2 separate regions of the Mus musculus genome follow, and region 1 is linked to region 2. A link is a contact called in public HiChIP or PLAC-seq data. All regions are on one chromosome and are shown on one strand. The core of a region is the stretch at or near the end of the contact, and the rest is flanking DNA. Distances in the headings are between cores, read along the strand shown. Region 1 overlaps Unc13c (unc-13 homolog C). Region 2 has its middle 29 kb from the start of Gm27211.

Region 1 (6,121 bases), core at 2,084-4,583, 410 kb before region 2:
CTGTTCAGATTGTTTGCCCATCTATTAATTAGACTGCTCATTCTTTCTTCTTTTGTTGGTAACAGATTGGTAATTATGAGTTTGGGGTATGGGTGTGTCTATGTCTGTGTCTATGTCTGTGTCTGTGTCTGTGTGTGTATCTGTCTGCCTGTGTCTGTATCTCCTGCCCCCTTTTCATCACTTCTTCTGAACCTTAGATCAGTTTATAAAAAGATTTTTCAGTAATATTTATCGCCTTGTTTCATTGGTCTATTGCATTGGTCTTTTAATCTCAGTTTTCACTCTGATCATTATTCCTTCTTTCTAGTAGATTTAGTTTTGTCTTGTTCCAATTATTCTAAGATCTTGAGATGTTCCAATTATTCTAAGATCTTGAGATGTGATATTGCGCTATATATTTTAGCTCTTTGATTTTTTTTTTTTTTTTAGTTGTGGGAACTCTTAGCTCTAAGAATCTCTTAAAACTGCTTTGACTGTAGGCTGTGTTCCATTTTCATCAGAGTCTGCAAATTTTCAGAGTTCTCCCCTCAGTCTCACAGAAAGGAGACATAATTCAGTGACCTGGGTTGGCTTTATCCTAGCAATTTTCTTCTCTTGCCCTTCCATGTGACTGAGGTTTCTGGTATGTAACAAATATAGCCTTCAATGATCAGCTGATGTCAAAGACTCAACACCAGACTTCATGTACATCACAACTAACTTATTCACAAGCCTGGGAAATATGAATCATATATCATTCGCCATCTTAGGCAGCCAGCACATACATGTTTAGAATTATGAAAAACTTCTGAATAACTAAGCATTTAAGACAGAGTCAGATTTTTAAAATGTGAGGTTGTTAATTTGAAAATAATACTTCACCATGCAACAATCTATTGAATTTCCTCACAATACTTCGAGCCTGGCAACTTAGTGTAATGCCTTACCCAAGCACTGCCACAGTAATTTTTGTAGTTTTGGATATGGAATAAAATGTGGACTACACTGTTTGGAGGCCTAGGGGTTATCAATCATTACCACAGTGGTACAGACATAAGAGAAGAGACTTAGCCTACCAGCTTACTCTAGGCCAACAAAAAAATGCTAGATCCCAGGTAGTAGAAGAACACAGGAACCATTTCTATATAGTGTCTATATAACGATAAATGGCTGTGTCACAGGGCAACAGGGCAAGAGTTTTCCATTATTGGTGTCTCAGGGTACTATTGTATTAATTTCCTATCTATGAATTGACCAAATAAATATTCCTCTTAAAAATGAAGGAACACCAAAGATCTAAAAGGGAAGATTGTTGCAGAGCTAAAAAGGGATGAAGCTAGAAGTGACCAAAGCAAACCATCTTGTTGACAATTTGTTTAGTGTTGTTCTGGAATACTGCTTCATTACTTTCTATGTGAGAACACCTCTCCCAGATGTACAGTGTCTTGAATTAACAATGTTCAGATTATTTAAAGGTTTGATTTGGGATTGTAGTCTCTTGGGCACTCTATTGGTGTTCATATCACCCCATGATCTGGTTTGGGGAGATAGAAATGGCTTCTGTTCTTAATAACAATCCAATTTCTTCAGTCTATGTTTTCACTATTTACCACAGAATGTAAAGCAGGGGTATTTCTACAAAGAGGCAATGCCCTCAGCTTCATGGAGAGTCACCAATTCCCAAAGGGATTTCTCAGAGGCTGCTTTCATCCTGAAGGATCACAGAAATAGTTAGGATTTGCTTGTATTTATAGTTGCTGCCAGATCTGACCATGGGGTTAATATAAATGAGACAGAAGAGAGGAAAACATATTCGGGGGCTGGGGAAACATTTTGTTAGTAAAAGGTTTGCTGGACAACATGAGACTTGAGTCTAGATCTCCAGAACTAAGATAAAAAGCCAGAAACACTGGTGAGAGTCTGTAATTCCAGCACCAGGGAAGCAGAAACAGAAGGATTCCTGTGTCTCATTGGCCAGCCAAACCAAACCAACGAGCTCCAAGTTCAGTGAGAGACCTGTCTCAATAAAATAAATTTAAAAATTCAATTAAGAAAGACACTAACTTTTATCTCTGCCCTCTAGATATGCTTATACATACATATACACATGCATGCACATACACTCACATTCAGCCACACATACAACACATTCAGTAATGTTCTGTATGTTTCTCCACCTCAGTCTTATAAACCCATATTCTGTAAACAATTTAGGATACCCTCTTTAAACCACATATTAGAAAACTCTTCCAAGGATACAAAAAATATAACATGGCTTTGAAGTTAAATGTATCTTTCTGTCTTCAACCGTCTTGATTCTTTAAGTGTTAAAACTAGGTCAGGATGTGGCCTGGCCATGCACGTGTCACACAAGTCCCATGTTAATCGGCGATTATGGCTACTACTTTAAGTCATGTTTGATCCCTTACAATGTTAATTCTTTCTGTCACTGTATTTCCCTAAAAGCAGCCAAAGTCTGAGAGCCTCCAAATAAATGCAGATTTTACAATGTTGCTCATCTTTTTTTTTATTGGATATTTTCTTTATTTACATTTCAAATGTTATCCCCTTTCCTGGTTTCCCTCCCTCCCATAAACCGCCCTAGCAAGTCCTCCCTCCCCCTGCTTCTATGAGGGTGTTCCCCTACGCTGGGGCATCTTTCTCCATCAAAAGTGTCACCTATTTCCAATTGAGACACATTACAATAATCAAACCATTTTACAGTATCACTTGGCCTGCCTTCACAGGATCCAAGATTGTTTTATTTTCTTTTTTATTACGTGTGTATTTGTGTGTGGGTAGTGCACATGAGTGTAAGTCTCCTCAGAGACAAGAAGACAGTATCTTTTCCCCTGGAATTGGAATCACATGTGATTGTGAGCCATGGACACTGGGACCCAAACTTCAGTCCTCTGAAAGAGCAGCAAACATTCTCAACCCCTGAGCATCTTTCTTGTCTCTCCAGGATTATTTTTGCATGCTGCATTACAGTAGCTCTGCCTTCAGCAATGCACTTTGCCTGGAATACCACAAGTTTCTTCTTTATAGAAATGCTGACAATAAAGGTCGATCGGAACCCAGTGGCATTGTCTGCGAGCCACATTTATTAATTGTGTGATTTTTATCTGTTACAGAACATGAGAAGCAACGCTTATGCAAGAGCACCGATTATATGAATTTGCATTTCAAAGTGAAATGGTTTTATAATGAGTATGTACGAGAACTTCCTGCCTTCAAGGATGCTGTTCCAGAATATTCCCTGTAAGTAGTGATTTCTACTCTCCCCCTTTGTCCTGAATTCACAGTGCTGCAAAAATCACAGCTGAGTTGTAAGGACTAAGAGCTCTTCACATACTTCTCATTTGAATGCAGATATCTCTGTAGTGAAACTAATGTAGAAAGATTTCAATGTCTCTGAGGCAGAGAGGATGGCATAGCATATTTCAAGAATGCCTTACTTAGATATCTGAAGAGAAAGAAATGCAGAATGGGCTTTGGTTTAGATGATGAAATTACTCCCTGTGGAAGTGCTAGAATGCACAATATTGGGGAGACGGTGCAGCAGTTTTAGCATCTGCCACACAAGCTTGGGGAACCAGTTGTTGGATCCCCAGAAACTCACATAAAATGTCAGCAGGGCATGGTGGTTGTCCTGTCAGAGGGTACAGACAGCAAATCCCCCAAAATAAGCTGGCTAGAAAGACTAGCCCTATCGCTGAGCTCTGGGATTGATTGAGAAAGTCTGGTTCAGTGAATAAGGTGGAAAAGCGAAAGATGATGATTCCCAACAACCTTGGGTACTCTACATGCATGCTCAAACGTGTATATGAGCACTCACGCACAGTGCAAAACCATTCATGTACCTAAACACACAGCACACACATATGAAAAGTGAGAAAAGAAGAAATGCTAGAATGCTTTACTGGATAGCCAGACTTTCGTTTTAATAAGTTATAACTGTCTTAGAAATTCATGTCTCTGAAATAGAAGTCATTATTTAACAATGGCATTTTCATCTTATGAGGTTGTCTCTGCCTTAGTGTCTTGTGTGTTGTCTGTGATGAAATGCCTTACAGAAACAGTGTAAGGGTGATTGCTTTCTTTGGGCTCATAGTTCCATATATATGATAGAGTATACCTGCTCTATCACGGTAGGAAAGTCAGAGGCAGGAGCTTGAGGTGTCTGGTCACATTGCAGCCACAGTCAAGAAGCAGATGAATGTTTATGCATAGCTTTCTTCCTCCATCTGACAGAGTTCAGAATCCCAGCCCAGGTAATGGTGCTTCCCACAGTAGGTGGGTCTTCACAGCTCAATTTACTGAATGAAGATGATCCCTCAGAGGCTGGCTTAGAGGCCCATCGCCCAGGTGATTCTAGATCTCATTAGATTGACAGTTGAGATTAACCATCACCGTGTCTATCAAATACACTTGTAATCATACAGCCACTCAGAAGCATTGAGCATTTAATGTGCACCAGGACTCTTTTATTCTGGTCAGGAGGGGTCATCCAGAGTCTTATGTGTAGAAGATTGGTGTGTAAGATAAAGACCTTACCACCAAAAAAAGCTTATATATGGAGACAATATTGATAATCACAAGGTAGAGCAAAATGAAGCAAGCTAATTTGAAGAATATAAACACATCACAAGAAGAGTGTTACCCCCCATTGAAAGACTGATATAGCATCTATTAGAGACTTTAAAAACTCAATCAGGTTATGTCAAGAGAAAAAAAGAAAATGCCAGTAAATTGCTGATATAGAAATGAAGGTTGAGAGGCCAGACTGCATAGGCTCTGATATATTGATAGTATTGCTCTTCTAGTGGGGTCTAAAGTATTTTCCCCAGACCAGTAGAAGGTGATACCAGAAAAGAGCTTTAAACTAGACTGTTATAAATAGATTCTGTGCAGCATGTGCCAGGCATTAGGCACCATGAGAATTGGAAGCAACAGAGACTGGGGGACAGAGTAGAGATTTAGGAGTTAATGAGCAATGTAATGACAGGCTTCTAACAGCCTCAGAGTAGTCTCCTCATCTCAGGGGTGCATGAGATGGAGCAGCATGGTGACACAAGTTAACTGTCTATACCACAAGGGGTGCAGGGGAGGATGCGGGTCGCAGGATACAAGCCTCAGTTAAGAGGAGTACTCTCAAGAGAGAGCTATGACAAACCAGAGTGGCTATACTTTATAACAGCATATTATATGATTGAAACTTGCTAAGAATTGGGCTAGAGGTGTGGCTCAGCAGTCAAAGCACGTGTTACTCAAATGTTAAGAATGGAATTTGAACTCCAAGGACCCATGGGAATGCCACATGGGCACAAAGGCGCACTGGCAAACCCAGCGATTTGAAAAGCAGAAGATCTCTAGGACAAGATACTGGTATACTAGGCAAGTCAGTAAGCTCTGAGATCACTGAGAGACTCTGCCTCAATAAAGAAAGTGGGAAGCAACCATGGAAGACACCTGAGGTCTATATCCAATTTCCACAGGCATATGTAAAAGAATAATAAAGTAACTTCTAGGACATTGCTAAAAATTGATTTTATGTGTTCGAACCCCAAATGCCATAAGTGTATTGAGTAATGTATTTTTATTTTATGATAAAGTGATGATTTTATTTTATGATGATTTTATTTTAATTTGGTATACAAAATAATGAGGTCTATGACTTTTTTATACAGACTGTTTTTATTCATTGTGTATACTAATTAACTGGCTTAATTTTTCCTCAATGTATGTATATTTCAAAGCATTTATCAATAAATATACACGCATCATAAGAATTTACAATAAGCCTGTGTTTCATCATAAAAAGCTTACTAATTTAAAAATTAAAAACAAAATGTTATAAAATTATGTACTACTTAAAAGCTGACTATTTAAAATACTATTTAAAGTATATTATGTACTATTTAAGCCTATTTAAAGGCTTACTATTATATAAAGCACTTGAAATGAGAACACAAAGGGTGAAAAAGGCACATGCGAGAGAAAATCAGAAGACAGAATTTACAGAATTTGTTCAATTAGCATATGAGGGAAATAAACAAGGAGTTGGACATGAAGTATATGCACACGAAACACTTGCTAGCATCTTGGTTGAGAATAGGGAAGTAAAACAGAAGAGCTGTCT
Region 2 (5,760 bases), core at 1,660-4,159:
AAATAAACGCTTCCTTCTCCAAGTTGCTTTTGGTTGTGGTGTTTATCACAGCAATGGAAAGCAAACTAAAACAATGATCACTTTCGTTGTCAGCCTGGGGTGAAAGAAAAGCATCAGCACCAATGAGTGTGCCTGGGGTGTTTCTGGGAAAACTAGTGTGAGAGCCACAAACGCAATAGGGAGGGTCTGCCCAGACCCTCTCTGGTTGGTCTGGGGGTGAGATGAAATGGGAAGGTAGGAAAGGAAGTTGACTGTCCCCCACGTGACACCTCTAGAGAGAGCTCACTCTCCTCCTGCATCCCCTGGGCCCCTGACATTAGACTCTGGATGATTGTTCTTTGATTGTAGATCCGTACGGTTGGTTCTCCAGGGCCTGGAAGGACTTTGACCTTGGCCTTGGGCAGCATCTCTGTCCTTGCCCTTGTTCTGAGGTTTCTGGCTTCCTGGACTGAGCAGCTGCTGGCTTCCCTGGACTCCAGCCTGCACAGTCATTGTGAGGTGATTCAGAGCCAATCTGAGCACCATCTCAGGATCCCAGACATTCTGATGACTACACTCTCTAGAGAGCCCTGGCTAGCGCAAGTATTCGACCACCCTAGAGTGGTAAGACAACCCCATAGGCTCCTTTTACCCTTGGCAGAACTCTCAGATCTACTGTCTTTTGGCTTAGTTTCAAAGTGTCTCTTCAGGCTTAAGGAAGGAGCTAAAGAATGAGGTCTTTGATGTTAGTGTCTTGTCTTTCCTTTCCCAGTCCAGTACAAGAGAAACACCATTAAACACCCACCTTTCCCCAGGGCTAAGACTCCTTAACAGGAGGATGATGGTCAACTCCACCTAGGCTCAAAGTCCATCTCTGAAACCCAATGCCCATCATTACTCTTGAGTCTTTTACACGTCCAGCTGGAAAGAAACCCTTTCTCTGTGTTCTCTGATTGGTTACTTTTCCTCTTCCTTTTAAGTTGCAACCATTTCTCTTGGTGTGGCAGCCTTCCAAAGAAAACCCTCCTATGGCTTCTAACATCACCCAACACTGGGTTCCCTGCCTGTTCACTAACCACATATGTCCTCAGACATTGCTCTTGTTGTGGACCTACTATGAGAGACAAGACTCCCCCCAAGCCATCTGCAATATGCTAACATCTGCAATGGCCACACCTAGACTTAGGCTTTGGGTCTGAGAAAACGTTAACAGGGGACTCCTAAGGATACCAGGCTTTATAGCCAAAAACTCTAGTTAAAGCATGGCTTTCATGGCTGTTGAAATGTGCTATAGACTATATGGCACACCAAACTGAGACAAGCAATGTTCTATAAGTAACGGTGAAATGCAAAACTCGACATCCATGAACCAAACTGGAATTCTAGGGAAAGAGAGAGTTCATGTCTTAATGACTCAGACACTTACTATAGAGAGCTGAAGATTGGAACTCAGATCCCCAGAACCCACATAAAAGCAGCTGGGTACTGCAGCTGCTTGTAATCCTAGCATCTGGGAGGCAGATATGGGAAATCCCTGGAACAAACCGACCAGCCAGACTACCCAAAATGCCAAGCAATAAAGCCTGCCTTCAATATACAAAGCAGAAGTAATTGAGGAAGGTAACCACGCCCACACACACAAAAGTGTGCCGTACATATGCAAGCAAAATGCATGCACATCACACACATAATAGATATATAAATACATATGTATTTATATATTTTTATATTTTATATATAATAAGTCATATATATAATTTGCATGGCCCCCAGTCACATGTCATCCAGAGAGAAACCTCTGTCATCTACTTTAACCAATATCTGACTTCTATAGATGCATAGTAAGGGATGTCTCTGGAAGATCCCTCAGTGTAAGACCGTCCTTATGAAAGCACTTGTGCTGGGGAAGTGACACACACTAAGTGTCCAGAGTGACTGTAGGGTAAGCCTTAAGGGGGAGGAAATTTCCTAAGAGCCCTGAGTTGAAAGCCGCCCTATTCCCTTTTATCCATGCCTGGCTGCTGTGAAGAGCTACTAACTTGCTACCGTCTCTAGTATTTATTCACATCACATAAATCACCTTTCACACCTGCCTTACTCTCCATCTTTCCCTGCTTCCCCCTTCTCGTTCCTTGCTCCTTCTGGTCCCTTTGGGCTTCGCTTAGGTTCTCTCCCCAGTGTCCTGGAAGGAAGTCCTTTGCCCAGTGGAGGCTTTCCCCCAGCCCCCACTGCTGCACCTCATTTCATACAGATAGATTATCCCACAGCCTTGCTGTAGCAAGTCATTGTGAGCCTTTCAGAAGTGTGTGTGAAATCCCACCCCAGAGGAATTCGGGTCCAAAAATCCCCTGGAATAAAAACAATTTGAGTAAGCATTGAGAAGTTTCAAGACAGATGAGTCTGGGTTTGTCTGGTTTTGATATGCAGAATGTGAGTTTGACCATATCCTAACACTATTTTCATTTCACTATATAAACTTGAAAGCCCAGAGATTATTGTCAATTCTTGCTTTTCTTAAATAATATATCTGTAAATTGTTTTATGAGATAATTAGTATCTGTGGCAATAAGCACCCCCCATTGCCAGGCAGATGTAACCACCAAGTGCTACCTGCAGACATAAATCTAAAACAGCTTCAGGAGAGAAATACCAAAGCCTGAAAGCCGGTTAGGGAGAGGTATCCAGAATAAAGAAAATGCAGGAAGATGAGGAGGGAGGAAAGGAGGAAGAGAGGAAGGGAGAAAGGGAAGAAATGAGAAATCCAAGGAAGGAAACAAAATATTCACTGGAAACTAGACTTGATACAATCAGCAACTTTTTATTTTGAAATCTACAAAGTTAAAAGAGTCACACCACTTTCAGAACACCGTCTTGGGGTCATTTAAGAACATTTCCATCACCCCCGAGGCACCTGAAATACATCAAGAAAACAGTGCGCTGTGCGTGGGTTCTGCCGATTCGTTGTGTAAGCCCTTTTGTAGCTGATAAACACACGGAAAGTTTTCTTTACACCGAACTCAAACCTAAAGGGAAAGGCGACGAATCTCCCCCCCTCCCCCGCCCCATTTTTGTTCTTTAAACTTGCATCGTGCTGCTAAAAGAATTAGTGAGGTTAAATCGCTGTGCTTTCACACTTTCTCTGGGCTTGCTCTGAAGGCATTAACCAAACTTCTCGGACCTTTCCGAAGTTATCCGAAATAACACAGCGCCCTCTGTCGGTCTTACCACCACACTGACTTTCGCGGTACAACCTCTGCAAAATGATGACTTCATGGCTTAAGAAAGATGCCTTAGCAAGTGAATGCAGATCCTCTGCTAAACGGAGAAAACAAGCAGCTGAGACAAGGGACTCTAAAATCACGTGCTGACGTTACTAAAAGTCGAGTCAATTATCAGCTTCTTTTCCTCCTTTAAACAGATTCGATTTTCTTAAAAACTGCTTTTTGTCACACTGCCGAGGCCCCAGTAATTGCAGCTGTCGTGAAGTCCATCAGAATCAGCTGCGAAACTGACAACTCCAACTCAAGTACCCGAGCCCAAAAGTGGGAGGTGGCCCTGTTTGCCCAAGCAGAGAAGCCCCAGCCTTGGCTTTCTCCAGGCTCGTGTGACCTTCAGGTCTGGGAAAGAGCTCAGAGGTTCCCGACAGGAAGGAGGGCAAGAAGGCGTTGCAGAGCTCAGCCACCTCAGATGCCCAGGAAAACATTTATCAGCAAGAAAAAGGTTAGCCTTCAGTCACTGATCCTGTGTTGCTTTTTAAATTTTTTAGATTACATTTATTTATTTTTGAGGACCGGGTTGTGACCACAGCTCACACACGTATGGAGATCGGAAGGCAGCTTGTGGTTTTCTTCCTCAGTATGAGCCTCGGGGATTGAACTAGCCCTGTCAGGTTTGTTGGCAGGTGCCTTTGCCTGCTGAGCCATCTCAAAGGCCCTGGTTTACACTTAATATGACAACATGAGGTGGTCCTCGCTGGTGTTTCAACCTTGACCTCCATATAAAGTTAGGTTGCACTCCAAGTGCTCTTGTGGTTTCGATCTACTCTACCTCTAAATAGGCCATGTGTGGAGCTGGGGAAAAGGCTCCATTGGTAAAGTGTTTGCTGTGTTAAATCCACAAACCTGAGTCCGTGTGCCCTCCACTCGTGGGGGTAGGGGAGGGGGAATTAGACCTAGTGGCACTGGGGAGTCTCTCCCAGCTTAATTAATGTACTCCAAGCAGTGAGACCCTGTCTCGAACAAACAAGGTGAACTGGTCCTGAGAAGGGATACTGGTTGGCCTCTGGCCTCCGCAAATGTGTATACACACACTGGCACACATGCGCGTGCCGGTGGGGTCAGGCTCATCAGGGGCGTGGACCGACTGGCTGGTAGAAGGCCTTTAAGAAATGGAGCCTAGGGCTGGTGAGATGGCTCAGTGGCTAAGAGCACCCGACTGCTCTTCCGAAGTTCAAATCCCAGCAACCACATGGTGGCTCACAACCATCCGTAATGAGATCTGACTCTCCCTTCTGGAGTGTTTGAGGACAGCTACAGTGTACTTACATATAATAAATAAATAAATAAATAAATAAATAAATCTTAAAAAAAAAAAGGAAGAAATGGAGCCTAGAGGAAAGAAATTAACCACTTTAGCGAGTTCCCGGAAGGGGATATTGGGACCCTGACCCCCACAGCCTTACTCTGATTGCTTCCCAGCAATGTGTGTGATAGCAACCGCCTCAGCAACACGACGCAAGGCCACCGCCCAGTGCAATGGCGGTGCTAAGCAATCAAGCACTAAAACTTCCAAAATCAGAAGGCAAAAGAAAAAAAGCTTCTCTTCTTGTAGGTTGCATACTTACTAAGTTTAGTCGGTCAGAAAGCTATCCTGTGAGATTGTCCCCTCCCCCCCCCAAAAAAAAAAAAACATAGAGAAAGAGATTGAAACGCTAGCTCAGGCTCCATACAAAACAGAGTCCATCACTGGTCTCCCCAACCCACCCCATTCCTGATCTATCCACTCCTGAAACAAGAGCCTTCCTAAGTGGATCTCTCTTACAACGCAGGACACAGACCAGGAAATTTGGTTTCTGTAGATGCTAAATTAGTGAATTAGGGCCACGTCTCTCAACTCCACTGAATCATTTATGTACCAGGTACTGGACAAGAGTAAACAAAAAAAAAAAAAAAAAACCCAGTCCCTCCCCACAAGTAGCATAAAGACAAGTATGTATAATTAGAATATAATACTGTAAAGCCAACGACAAAAATATCACAGAGTAAGGGCAAAGAAGATTGCAGAAAGACCTGTGACTTCAAAGCAGTAATTAGTAACACATTCCCAGATCCCTGCCATCTAGTCAAGAAGAACTTGGATTGTCTGAAGACACTTTCAGTAGATGGTTGACAAGGGCAGAGCTGGGCATTCACACATGAGGTCTGATCCACCCAATATCAAAGCATCAGCAATAGAAACACAGAAGGAGCCTGAAGCAGAGGCTGCAGGCAGGTCAGGCAGACAGCAGGTCAAGCGAAGATTCCCCCGGCAGGGGTGGCAGAAGAAAGACCATGTGGAGTTCAAACCAGTCATTTCAGTGGAGGGATGCATACAAAGGGCTGGGCTCCAAGAGGATGCATATGGAAAGGAAATAAGATGTATTAGGCAGGCACCACTGTCCCCCATATTTTCGGGAGTATTTGGCTTAAGGGAGACAGCCCAGAGCACACTCCTCTGAGGCAGTGGTCCTTCCAGCCTGAGAGTGTAGGCCTGGTCATAGAGACCCAGATTAGAGGTCCAGAC

What was found. HiChIP or PLAC-seq counts read pairs in DNA pulled down with a chosen protein or histone mark.
Region 1: a contact with region 2 is called in an H3K27ac HiChIP or PLAC-seq map of SST interneurons, with 14 times the contacts expected there. The contact joins two enhancer-like sites. A contact is called at or near these places in 1 of 39 promoter capture datasets (cranial neural crest), 4 of 484 Hi-C or Micro-C datasets (adipose-derived mesenchymal stem cells, cerebellum, cortical neurons and 1 more), 3 of 115 datasets of contacts at active chromatin or transcription factors (SST interneurons, astrocytes and embryonic limb bud) and 1 of 9 other capture datasets (embryonic stem cells).

Annotation. Positions count from the first base shown.
Region 1 is chr9:73,575,488-73,581,608 of GRCm38.p6, reverse strand. Unc13c (unc-13 homolog C) reads left to right here. Exons shown (of 33, transcript NM_001081153.2): 20 at 3,114-3,240. Among named protein-coding and RNA genes, the nearest start is that of Gm27211, 390 kb to the right of the region's middle. Within about 2 kb of position 3,333, at least 1 of the 459 cell types and tissues checked has an H3K27ac peak or open chromatin away from gene starts, as enhancers often do. A contact at or near this core is called in SST interneurons, where this site is marked.
Region 2 is chr9:73,160,545-73,166,304 of GRCm38.p6, reverse strand. No RefSeq gene overlaps it. Among named protein-coding and RNA genes, the nearest start is that of Gm27211, 29 kb to the left of the region's middle. Within about 2 kb of position 2,909, at least 10 of the 459 cell types and tissues checked have an H3K27ac peak or open chromatin away from gene starts, as enhancers often do. A contact at or near this core is called in SST interneurons, where this site is marked.